Linked DNA regions of Mus musculus: regions 2 and 3 are each linked to region 1. Evidence: chromatin contacts called from public HiChIP or PLAC-seq data. All regions are on one chromosome and are shown on one strand. Each heading gives the region's core, a stretch centred on a gene start, on an enhancer-like site or on the middle of the called end of the contact. The rest is flanking DNA. Distances are from core to core; before and after follow the strand shown.

Region 1 (4,105 bases), core at 1,197-3,696:
GAAAGATTTATTTTGGCACATGGTTTCAGGGATACAGTCTGCCATGGTGGGGAAGCACCCAGTTGGGTGTAGCAGCAGAGCAGCACGGTGGGAGCGGCCAGTCTGATCCTTGAGCATTGGGAAGCAGAGCTTGGCTGTACTACACTGACTTCCATTAGCTAGGCCACAGTTCTAGGAGTGCCACAACCTCTCAGGACAGCGCCACCAACTGGAGACTAAGTGTTAGAACACATGAGTCTGTGGGGGGGACGACGACGACATTGTATTTCTAAACCATAACACATACTAGTATTAACCAAATGTAGTTGTCATTTATCTGAAATTCTTACTCAGTTTAGGACAGATACATACAGGAAGGAGGAAAGTGGAGGCCAGAGAGCTGGCTCCAGAGTTAAGAGTGCATACTGCTCTTCCAGAAGACCTAAGTTCTGTTCCCCACACTCTTGTCGGGCATCTCCCAGTCCCAGGAGGATCTGGCATCTCTGTCCTCCACAGGCACTTGACACACACACACACACACACACACACACACACACACACACACACAGACAGACAGACATACATGCGTAAAGGTAAGTAGAAAGAACAGTAATAAAACAAAAAGGGAGGGGAGAATAAAAAACACAAATTTGTATCAATAGTTTTCATTGCTGTGTGAAAGCCGCCCGAGGCTTATTTTAAGTGTGCACCCCACCAGTGAGCAAAGCATGGCAGCAAGATCAGCCCTGCCAGTGAGCAGGCGGGGGCAAGGGGGCCTGGGAGGCGGGGGCGGGCGAGTCGGGCTGGAGCAAGGGTGAAGGGAAGATCAGCTCTGCCAGAGAGCAGGCTGGAGCGAGGGGACATGGGGGGGTGCAGAGCAAGCTGGCCGGAGGAGGGGGGTTAAAGGGGGGCGGGGGGGGGAGAGATCAGCTCTGCCAGTGAGCAAGCCAGAATGAGGGCGGGGGTGGGGTGGTGTGGGGTGGTGCAGAGCAAGCCGGGCGGGCGGGCCGGAGCAAGAGGGAGAGGGGAAAAAAAAGATCAGCTCTGCCTATGAGAGCTGGAATGGGCGCTGAGCTGGTTGATCACAGTACCACAGTCAGGAAGCAAAGACCATTGATGGACCTCAGCTTGCTGACAGGGTCTCCAGCACCAGCTGACTTCAATCTTCCCGTGTAGTAAACCTGAACTCTTTTTTAAAAAGAACATTTCAGAGACTTTGTGATTTAAAAAAAAAAGGACATATTTTTGTTATTTTAAAGTATGTATTATGTGTAGGTATGTGCATATGAGTGCAGGCGCTGTGGAGATTTGAGGCAGCAAATCCTGTGGACCTGAGTTTGCAAGCCATTGTGAGTGGCACAACGTGGATGCTAGAAACTCGGGTCCTCTGGAAGAACAGAATGTGCTCTCAACCACTGAGCTATCTCTCCAGCCCCTGTCTTGCACTTTAAAATATTTTAAATTACGTTTACTTATCTACTCAGGGAGGTGACACTTAGGGACAACTTGCATCTATCATTTCTCCTCCTTCCACCATCTGAGTCTCAGGGATGGAACTCAGGTGACCAGGCTTGGTGCAATCGCCTTTACCTGCTTAGCCATCTCACCAATTTCTGATAACTTCTTTTCCATGACCACCGATGTCTTTTACTCCTTGATTAGTTATCAGAGTGGTTAGCATGCCCTGGCACAGAACAGGTATGGTCGTTAGGGTGCTGTTCCGATCAGTTTTCTCACCCAAAGGACAAAAGAGAAAGTTACCACCAAGCTGCCTAGGAAGTAGCACTGGCCTGTGCTTCTCTCACAGGCTGTGCGGACTCGATTCATTTAAAACTCTTGTAAATAGAATCAACGAATGAAGCAAGACTGACGATTGGGGAATGAAAGAGACCACGGTGAGAGGTGATACCTGACGGCAGAAACTGTACCCACCACGCATGCAGGGCAGACCCCGAATCTACCCTGCACTCATTCCATACAGAAATGCAGATTCGCTTCCACCCCGCACCTGCCTCAAACTCTTCCTCCGCAAAGTCTCCATACCACACACATCGCCTCCGCCCCATACGCCGCATCCACCGCGCACTCACCCAACACTCGCCACAGACCCTGCATCCACTTCACACATTCCATATTCACTTGGCACAGACCACAGACACAGCATCCACTCGCAGAGGACAGACCTCTCTCTCAACATCAAGCCTGTACACACTGGAGAACCCACATCCACCCCACACAGATCTCAAACCCCTGCATCCTCCTGTTCCTGCTGGTCGCGAAACCTTCCTCAGCGCGGCTCCCAAGAGGAAACTAGCTGCTCCCTCCGGGCTATCGACCCGGACTCGGTCCGGGATACCGACACCGACTAAGCCCGGGCATCTTGGTGGGCCACCAGTGCTCTGAGGAGCTGAGTGGCGACGCGGGGGATCGCTGGGATTTGTAGTTCCAAGGCCACGCCCAGCACTACGGGTCCCAGGAGGCCGTGCGTGCGACAGGGGCGTGGTCACACTGCCTAAGAGGCTTTCTCCTCCCCGGAGCTAAAGAGAGCATAGTTTTCCCCCCATGCTTGTCTCCATCCTGGAGTCCTGACATCTATGGCGTGTTCATTGTGGGCCAAACACCGTTTCTCAAGACTAGTAGCTGAGGCGGCAGCGTCAATACTTTTTAGACGAGCAAACTGAGGCCCGAGGTCAGGAGCCCTAAGTCACTGGTTTGAAAGGGCATTGGGTCACAAGGCATTCAGACCCCAAGTATCACGGTTTACATCAGAGAACAGCTTGCGATACAGTGGGGGAAACTGGTGCCGCCAGAAGTGGCACAAACTGTCACCCCATGTCTCCTGACATGATGAAAAGCAGAAGAACACTAGGTAGTGTTCTTGCCTCCGCCACCCCCCCCCCCAAAAAAGTGTCTCAGCTATTACAAAAGAAGAGAACCCGACAGGAGCAACATGATATAGGGAGAATTTGGGGAAATCTCAGTGACTACCTTTCCCGACTGTCAAACCTGAAGAGCTGAATGGTAGCATCGGAACCTAAATCTAGAAGAATCTGACAACTTTATAGGGCCAAATCCAGTGGGGGAGAGAGAGGGAAGGAGGGAGGGAGTAAGAGAGAGAGAGAGAGAGAGAGAGAGAGAGAGAGAGAGAGAGAGAGAGAGAGAGAGAGGCAAAAGCTGCTGCAAGGGGGCTGGGGACATGGTTCAGTGAGTCCAGATCTCCAACAGTCACGGAGGCGCCCTTGGGGTTAGGAGTAAGCAGAGATGACATGATCCCTGGGGCTCACTGAAGTTCAGTGAGAAAGCCTATCTCAAAAAAGCAAGATGGAAGGTGATGGAGAGATGGCTCCGTGGTTAAGAGCACTTGTTATTCTTCCAGAGGTCCAGGGTTTGATTCCCAGTGCCCATATGTTGGCTCACAGTGGTCCATAGCTCCAGTTCTGCTACCAGGGAACTCATAACTGTTTCTTTATTTGACCTTCACTGGCACCAGGCACCCATGAGGTACACAATTATACATTTGCCAAACACACATATAAATAAAATATACCTTAATTTTTGTTTGTTTGTTTTTAGAGACAGAGTCTCTTTGTGTAGCCCTGGCTATCCTGGAACTCCCTCTATAGATCAAGCTGGCCTTGAAACTCACAGATTATCCACCTGCCTCTGATATTAAAGTGCTGATAATAAAGGCATGTATCACCACACCTGGGTCAAAATATAATTTCAAAACACATTTGTGTGAAAAAGCCAAATCATCTAAAGAGCAGTCTCTTGGCAATCAGTTTGGACCTAAGTATCAGACAAATATTCCAGCAGGACAGGTGGAGTCAAAAGTTAAAGAATTAAGGTGTATGCCCGGCGTGGTGGTGCACGCCTTTAATCCCAGCACTCGGGAGGCAGAGGCAGGCGGATTTCTGAATTCGAGGCCAGCCTGGTCTACAAAGTGAGCTCCAGGACAGCAAGGGCTACACAGAGAAACCCTGTCTCGAAAAAACCAAAAAAAAAAAAAAAAAAAAAAAAAAAAAAGAATTAAGGTGTATTTCAAAACTCCTCCTTCCACCAGGGGCATGAGCAAGCCTCTGCTAAACTGATCAGAGTGGACGAATTTTCACACTCACCCCATTTT
Region 2 (4,009 bases), core at 1,199-3,698, 560 kb before region 1:
GACAGGAAGCCTGAGAGAGGAAGTGAGCTGGTGACAACCTCCCACTAGCTCCACCTCTTAAAGGGGCTAATCACCACATCACATGAGCTCGGTTACATAAACACAGATCTTGTGTCAGACTTGTGACAAATCATGGGTGGCATGTCCCATCAAGCATTTGTTACAATAGGAAAGTGAGGGCTCCACTCTAGCCACCTCAAAACAGTAGAGTTTCACTACTGGAGGCAGGTCGAAGGTCCTGGAGGAGGTTTTCAAGGATTCCCGCTGTGTGGATCAATTCTTGGTAGATCAGCAGGGTCCTTGCTGGGGATAGGCCAAGCAGGTGTGAGGTGGGGATTCTTGCAGGGATGCAGGTCTGGTGAGGCCAGGGTCAAAGTTCAAAGTTCAGGCCTGGTTGCAAAGAAGCCTAGAGGACCTGGCTAAAACTTGGTGAATGAGAGTAGTTGTCCAAGGATGAACTAAATGTTCTTTTGCCCCAGATTAATAGATTTTTCCTCCCCTGTGTGTGTGTGTGTGTGTGAGTGTGTAGGATGTCTTCTGGTGTTTTGCTCTATGTCTTGGTCTTGGTCTATGGTCTTGCTAGCCAGCCAGACCCTGAGATCCTCCTGTCTCCCATGCCCACGGTACTGGGGTGTGAGGCACACTTACAGCCATGTCTGACCTTTTACATGGGAGCTGGGAATTCCAACTCAGGTCCTCCTTGGCCACTCCAGTGCACTTCATTAACATTCTTTGTAGGCCTTTCTCCCTGCCCCCCTCTACTGGGGATTGAACCTGCGACCCTATGCATGCTGGTGGAGCACTCCCCACCCCCAGTTGGTGGGGCACTCCCCACCCCCAGCAGACCTTTCAGCCTTTTCAATGGTATTTCTGTTCATGGTTTGTTTTCTTTCGTTTTGGGTCAGGGCTCTCTGTGAGCAACAGGAACAGATTTGGCCACAGAGGGGCCAGTTTCAACTGCTTGTGATGTTTTGGTCACCCCACTTAATGAGCAGCTTCCAGGAAGAAAGCACACATTGCCTGGGTGAGGGGCCAGTCACCCTGATTGGCAGGCCTTCCTGAGTGTGTGGGGGAAGGCCTTGTTCTCCTGAAAAGAACTGGGCTCTTGTTATCGGGGAGAGAAACACAGAAGCTGTAGGCCATGGGAAGGTGGCTGCCTGCCCTCCCACACTATTAGCTCTCCGTCCACCCTTCCTCCTACATCTTATCTCAGGATGCTCTCTTACTGCAGAATGAGGTATAGAAACAGAATAACCAGTATAGGCACCATTAACGCTATACTCAAGAACAGATCAAAGGAACTGACTCGCAGGACACTGCTTAGAGTAGAAAAAGGACAATATTAGTATGCAAAAAAAAAAGTATCTAAACACTTCTGTGATGTGAGGCTCCTAAGAGATGTGTGAACCTGTGGCTTTAAAAGCAGCAAGATGTCAACCTCAGACACTACCTGCTTGAGACCTCAGGAGACTCAGGACAGGCGTGGGGTGGCCACAGGGCGTGACACACTCCACAGACATCAAAGAAACACCAAGCGCCGAGGGATGGCTGGCTGGGAAAGTCCCTGCCCAGTCGGTGTAAGCATGAGAACATAGAGAGAAGCTGGTGCAGTGGGGTGAGCCTGGAATCTCAGTACTGGCAAGGTGGGGACAGGAGGATCCCTGGGGGCTCAACAGCCAGACAGCTTAGTCTACTTGAATTGTCTCTAAAATCTTCCCAGATCTTTCACTAGCTACTGAGTTAAATAAAATTTTGACACATGGTTATTTGATGTTTGTGAAATAGTTATGACTTTATCTTTGAGAAACTGGTTCAAACACGGCAGAGATGAATCTCCAACTTTTTAAAAGTTCTTCCCTTTACTATATATTTTTTTAAAAAAATTATTCTCATCAAATATTCAGAAACATTAAACAAACAAAAACTACCCCGAAGTTCAGTGTGGATGCAGAAGGATGCAATGTTTGTATTCATGAGCGGAGGAGTTGTGCCCTGGGCTTTGTGGATCCTAGAAAACCCCTCTGGCTACACCTCCTTCTCTTGTCTGCTCCTCCAGGCTGGTCATCCCAGTAGATCACCACTATAGATCACCCCTGTAGATCTCCACTATAGATCACCCCTTTCCTCCCTCTCATAGGCTAAGCTCATGGCCATCTTAGGCTGTGGCTTCTGTATGTCATCTCTGGAAGCCAAGAACTGTGTTCTCCCTATTTGCCATCCACCCAGGCTCCCTCTGCATCGCCCCCCCCCCCCCCCCGTGAGCTCAAGTCTGCAATGGATGCTGTGGCCTGTGCTTTTGGGCAGAGACGGAGGTGCGTAGAGACACTCTGTCACGCTCATTGGATGGATGTGGATCTGCCAGCTGAGACCTTCCTCCTGGGCTCAGCTGAGTCATTTCCCCTTCCCATTTTGGCCTCAAGGCCGTGTCCACAGGCTTTCTGAACCCTCCTCTCCAGAGGGATGGATTAGGTTGGGTTGGGTTGGGTTGGTCAAGGGCAAAGTCAGGGCACACAATCCTCCTAGAGCTGATCTTCTCCAAGGGGGAAGTGGACATCAAATACCTGGCTTGTGTCTCCTGGGCTCCTCGGTGCCCTCCTACCTGGCTTTGTCATTACTTTGATCCTTTGATCAAACAATTTCTGAATGTGTGTGGGGCTTAGGGTTTGAAAGCCAGAGCCAGGCACCAGGCATGTGGGGATATGATGGACAGAGACTGGGGGCCCGGTAGGGAGGGGGTGAGTCACAGAGTCTGGATAGGGGACATATGAGAGTCTAGTGGAAGCAACAGAGAGGGAAAATCACCTTGACAGAGGGACCAGCTTCTGCTGATGGGAAAGCTGGAGAGTGAATGAAATTTGCAGTGACTCAGTTTTCCACGCCAGCTCAGTGGAACTCAACAAACCCAACTCAGCACAGTCCAGCCCAACTGGTTACAACCGATCAGATCCTTCTACCCTCCCCACCTGACTCCAGCCCATTCTGCTCCACTCCAGCCACTCACCCCTCCTCACTAGTGTAATTCCAACCTAGTCCAACTGTAGCAGCCCAGCCCTGGAGTCAAGCACAAAACCTTTTACTGAAGCAGTCTCCAGAAGCCAGCCTATGACCTCCAAGAGCTCTCGGCCTTCCAGGGAAAGCTGGTATTGGAGGGGAAAGGGGTGGACAAGAGCAAGGGACATGATGCAAGGGCACGGCAGCACAAGATGGCCGCTTAACACAACGCCAGGGAATGTGTGCAGAGTTCGAGCTGTAAGGAGAAAGAAGAAACCTCTTTCTTTCTTTACTCTTTCTTTCTTTCTTTCTCTCTCTCTCTCTCTCTCTCTCTCTCTCTCTCTTTCTTTCTCTTTTTTGAGACAGGGTTTCTGTGTAGCCCTAGCTGTCCTGGAACTCACTCTGTAGACCAGGTTGGCCTTGAACTCAGAAATTCGCCTGCCTCTGCCTCCCAAGTGCTGGGATTAAAGGCGTGTGCCACCACGCCCTGCTCAAGAAACCTCTTTCTATAGGGACCATCCATCCATTCATCCACCTATCCATCCACTGACTAACTCACTCATCCATTCACCTAACAAGGCACAAGGTATGTGTGCATTGATGAGAATGTACTCGTCCTAGGTGCCTGGGGCTGGAGGATGCAGGGGTGTGGGGAGATGGCGCTCTCTCCTGTAAGGCTTCCTTGAAAATTCACCCACAGCGCAATGCAGGGAGCCGACAGCTACCTAGGACTTTCCAGATAGAGACAGAGAAGAAAACACAACAGTGTGATGAAGGGTAGAGAGCAGAGAGAGGGTGGGAGGGAGGCGGTGGGAGAGAGAGGGCACAGCAGCATGTGGCCTGGGACTCAGTGTCTTGGGAGAGAGCTCTCTGTCCCCAGTTAGGACTGAGACCTGCATGGGAAGGCTTGAGGTTGGGGCAGGGACAGTAAGTGCCCAGCTTTAAGGGGACAGTCCTTCTTGTGCTTCAGGAAGAGCAAGGCCGGGACAGCTGTTCCACAGTGGGGAGCAGGGAGTCA
Region 3 (4,067 bases), core at 1,015-3,514, 610 kb before region 1:
ATTGTCTAATAACTGAGCCTTGTTCTCATACCTGCTTAAATTTTTTTTTCTCTTTTAGGATAAGAGGTCTTTCTCACTCTGTAGCACAAAGTAACTGTGAACTCAAGGCAATTCTTCTGCCTCAGCTCCCTCATACTGGATGACAGCACACCTAGCTCCAGCCTGGTTTCAAACTCACCATCCTCTTGGCCGCCTTGGCTTTGCCAAGTTCAGGAACTTCAGGCACGTGCCTCCACCCCTGGCCAGAAGCAGTTTTCTTACTAATAGTTTTGATCCGAGGGCTAGGTGATCCAAGGGTCAAAGGTCACTCCTAGAAGTCACAGTTAAAACAGGGACATCTAGGAGAGGAACGGTTGACTCGGGAACCCAGGGGTTGTCGCCAAAGCTGCATTGAACTCCGAGGTGCACTTAGGGTTTGAAACGGCCCCAGAGATTGAAGAGAACAATGTCAAAGAGAAGAGATGAACAGGAGACGTGAGGATGGAAGGTGAGGAATCCAGAAAGCTGAGAGCCACACCCAGGGTGCGTGATAGGGATTTCGATCTCTCTCTGGAAGGGAGGGTTTCTGTTTCTGGAGCTGGAAGGCATAGGAGCAGGGGAGCCAGAAAGAGCTGCGGCAGGGCTGAGGGGGCTCTGGAGGCAGATGGGAGGCAGCAGACAGTGGATACTTACAGATGAGTTAGTATCTGCCCTTCTGAGTGGTAAGGTTCTCCCCTTTTTCCTCCCTTCCCCTCCCCTCCCCTCCCCTTTTCCTCCCTCCCCTTTTCCTCCCTCCCCTCCCCTCCCCTCCCTTCTTTCCTTCCTTCCTTCCTTCCTTCCTTCCTTCCTTCCTTCCTTCCTTCCTTCCTTCCTTCCTTCCTTTCTATACAGGTTCTCAGCCCTCTAAAGGCTGCCCTTAAGCTTGCTAAGTGGCTAAGGATGACCTTGAACTCTTGGTCCTGATGTCTGCACCTCTCTAGTGCTGGGTGACAGGTGTGTGCCACCATGCTGGGCTTTTGCTGAGGGAGGTTTTGCAAAAGTCAGGCAAGCGCTCTACCAGCCGAGCTACACACATATTTCCTAATGGCTATGTGTAGCTGCTTCCCTCTGGGTTTATGCAGAGCCGAAATGAAATTTCAGAAGAGTGGATTTATGCCTGAAGTCCTATTATAACAGAAGAAATCTGAGCTTTTGGTTCCCTTGGAGGCCAGCTGTCAGGGATGCAGAGTGCAGAGGTCAAGAGAGGCCTGCCTGAGAAGATGTTGCCCAGAGCAACAACCTGGGGGAGGGGAGTGGGAGGGATTGGCCTAGACTCTGTCTTTGGAGGCCTGGTCAAGGCAAGAAACCAGGAGCTGAGCCATTCAGGACTGAAGTTGATACCCTTAGGGGGGCTGGTGGCTCACTTTCGGAAAATTACTTTCCTGTCTTTGGTCAAAATAGCACTGTGGGCAGCAAGTATTGTGTATAAGACAGATAATAAAAGCTCCCAGCTTATAGGATGGGTGTGTACACCCCAGCCTGCCCTGGGAGAAATCACATCACAGCAAACAGAGACCATCAGACTCTCCAAGGGATGGGCCCATCCTCCTTCCTAACACACAGAAGCAGGGCTTCTAGAAGCCATTTGCCCGTCCCAGCTGTTTTGAGTATTCCTCGCACCCGTTTTTTTATGAGTCTTTGAGAGGGGGACCTGCCTGTGTTGGCAGGTTTCAATTTCATCTCGAGTCTACTCTGCCTGGTAACAGAAGCCCCAAAGCACAGGAAAGCGACCACAGGCATCTGGAAAAGATTGACTTCTGTGTTTTTAATCACCAGAAGAAAACCCAGCCAGGGAGTTAGCCAGTTGAACTGAGAGTTTGAGGGCTAAGGCCAGCAGCAGCAAGGGAGAGAAGTCTCATGGGGCCCAGAGACAGTTTTCCCCAGAGAACTCCAGAGGCAGGCCCTGGAGGAGCAGCCAGGCTGGAAGCACAGGACAGGGCCAGTTTTGAAAGTTTGTTTGTGCCTATCCCATTCTCTTTCCTCTCTGAGTTTTTACCTTGGTGGTGGAAAAAGTGTTGTGATTTCTAAAGACAACTTCTTCCTCATCTTCCCCTGTGAACTGCCGAGCAAAGGATTAATTTAGATTTCTGCCATGCCGGGGCCTCTCTCATTAAATGAATCCCATTGTCTCGTGGAAGCCCAGGCAAGTCAGCTTAATGACGCCTCGCTCCCTCCAGTCCTGAGCAAACGTCCCGGGTGCTTTCTGGCTCTCTCTGCCATAGTTTCCTTGGCAGCTTTCCAGTTTCCATTCTGTTGCTCCATGCTCCAAACTCCTCCCCCACCGGCCCCACCCACACTATAGTCTGCACCCCTTTCTGATGCCTCGTGGGGTGTGCTTACCCCATTTCTATGGTTTCTGTTTCTACTGACAGTGTGACTGTACACAGCCAGGCTGTTTGGAGTTCTCAGAAGACATGGAGTCGGGTTCCTCGTGTCCCTGACAACAGTTCATGTTTGCTGGGATAGGATGTGTTGGTTGCAGGGAAAGGCAGACATTCTTATGCCCATAGTCGGAATAAAGGGCACACAAACACTTGTTCCTTCTAAAGGAACAAGCAAGAAAGAGTCCCAAAAAGTCCTTTCACTTCTCCATATGGGCCTGGATGAGGAAGTGGTCAGAGGCAAAGATTTCACATCCTTTAGCAGTCTGGAAGATTGAAAAGACAGAAGCTGGTCTGACATTGAACAGAAATCTCCATAAAACAATCTCTGCAGGGTGGATCTCATTGCATCTCAGACTGTGGCTGGGTGCTTCATGGACATATGACCTTCTGGGCTGAGACAGACAGAGCTCATGGAAACTTGGGCTAATTGGTTAGGATCCCCCCTTCTCTTGGACTGGTGCTCAGGCTGGAAAATGGGACCATTCTGAAGGCTTGTTGAGGGCAGAGAGTGGGCATGCCTCAGGGTGGGGATGCCGAAGGAAGGTAATGGGAGCTGGGCTGTAGATCGTGCCCTGAATATTTCTAGACACATAGGAGTGTGAAGCGGGTGTGGGCTTTGTAGCAGTCAGCTTTGGCTGTGTAACAAAGTCCCCCATCCTTCCAATGTTCATGGCTCACACAAGCCTTTGTTGCCTCCAGTTTCTAAGGGTTGGATTCGGGCACTTCCTGAATGGTTTGGGGGCTCCAGATCCATTGCGGGCTAGCAGCAGGGAGCAGCTGCAGGCCTTGAGGGTGTTCTTGTAAGTGCCATGGAAGGACAGACTCTGGGCTTGCTCACGTGGCCACTGGCCCCACATTCCCTTCCTAACCAAACATCCCCACCCCTGTACATCAAATCTGCGTTGTGTGGGAAGGGACATGGAGTCGAAGGGACAGGGATCAAGAAAGGCTGGCTGCTATCAATTTTATTTAAAAGGTCCTTAGAGGGGCTGAGGAGGCGGTTAAGCTTAAGGACTTGAGTTCCAGAGCCCACATAAGAAAGCTGGGTGTGGTGGCATGCGTGGGTAGCCCCAGTGCGGGAGGTGTGGACAGGAGGCTCGCTGGCCAACCAGTCTTGCCTAATTGGTGAGCTCCAGGCCGAAGAGAGACCTGTCTCAAAGGAGGTGGGCTGCATTTCTGTGACGGACACCTGGAAGGACAGGGAATGTGAAGAGATGAATCTGAGAGGATTGTGTCCCCATCTTGAATGTCCCCGCAAGCCTGGGTTGGTGCCATGTGACATGCGTTTGCTGTTTTTAATTTTCTTCTCTTCAGGGTAGGAGACAAAGCCTCATTAACATGATGCATTGAAGCAGGAAGCAAAGAGACGGTTAAATGACCTGAGAGGCGATGTTTGCAGCCAAACAGGGTGGCGTTGCTACCCCAGCAGTGAGGCTTGGAGAGGCCAGGAGCAGCATATGGGGACCTGGCTGAATGTCAGTAGAGAAGGGGACCTGACAGCTGCTGTTGAGCAATGGGGAGTGCTGATGCACCTACCCTGAGGCCCAGCATCGTCCTTCCGAGGTCCATAGGGAAAGGAGGTCCTCAGAGCTCACCTTCCGGAACAAGGAGGGCGACTGCTGACTGAGGCTAGACCCTATGCTAAGTTACTGCATATTGTATAAC

Evidence for each region. HiChIP or PLAC-seq counts read pairs in DNA pulled down with a chosen protein or histone mark.
Region 2: an H3K4me3 HiChIP or PLAC-seq map of bone marrow-derived macrophages shows a contact between it and region 1, with 3 times the contacts expected there. The contact joins two enhancer-like sites. A contact is called at or near these places in 4 of 39 promoter capture datasets (the 3T3-L1 cell line, embryonic stem cells, hippocampal neurons and 1 more), 2 of 115 datasets of contacts at active chromatin or transcription factors (bone marrow-derived macrophages and effector CD8 T cells) and 2 of 9 other capture datasets (liver and macrophages).
Region 3: a contact with region 1 is called in an H3K4me3 HiChIP or PLAC-seq map of craniofacial prominence, with 3 times the contacts expected there. The contact joins two enhancer-like sites. A contact is called at or near these places in 6 of 39 promoter capture datasets (the 3T3-L1 cell line, embryonic stem cells, hippocampal neurons and 2 more), 1 of 484 Hi-C or Micro-C datasets (cerebral cortex), 7 of 115 datasets of contacts at active chromatin or transcription factors (bone marrow-derived macrophages, craniofacial prominence, embryonic basal ganglia and 4 more) and 3 of 9 other capture datasets (embryonic stem cells, liver and macrophages).

The regions. Positions count from the first base shown.
Region 1 is chr2:166,784,380-166,788,484 of GRCm38.p6, forward strand. No RefSeq gene overlaps it. Among named protein-coding and RNA genes, the nearest start is that of Trp53rkb, 7.3 kb to the right of the region's middle. Within about 2 kb of position 2,447, at least 336 of the 459 cell types and tissues checked have an H3K27ac peak or open chromatin away from gene starts, as enhancers often do. A contact at or near this core is called in bone marrow-derived macrophages, cerebral cortex, craniofacial prominence and 3 more, where this site is marked.
Region 2 is chr2:166,226,188-166,230,196 of GRCm38.p6, forward strand. No RefSeq gene overlaps it. Among named protein-coding and RNA genes, the nearest start is that of Gm30536, 34 kb to the left of the region's middle. Within about 2 kb of position 2,449, at least 35 of the 459 cell types and tissues checked have an H3K27ac peak or open chromatin away from gene starts, as enhancers often do. A contact at or near this core is called in bone marrow-derived macrophages and effector CD8 T cells, where this site is marked.
Region 3 is chr2:166,178,662-166,182,728 of GRCm38.p6, forward strand. It overlaps Gm30320 (a long non-coding RNA gene), which reads left to right. Exons shown (of 4, transcript XR_866951.1): 3 at 59-487; 4 at 3,717-4,067. Among named protein-coding and RNA genes, the nearest start is that of Gm30536, 14 kb to the right of the region's middle. Within about 2 kb of position 2,265, at least 165 of the 459 cell types and tissues checked have an H3K27ac peak or open chromatin away from gene starts, as enhancers often do. A contact at or near this core is called in bone marrow-derived macrophages, cerebral cortex, craniofacial prominence and 2 more, where this site is marked.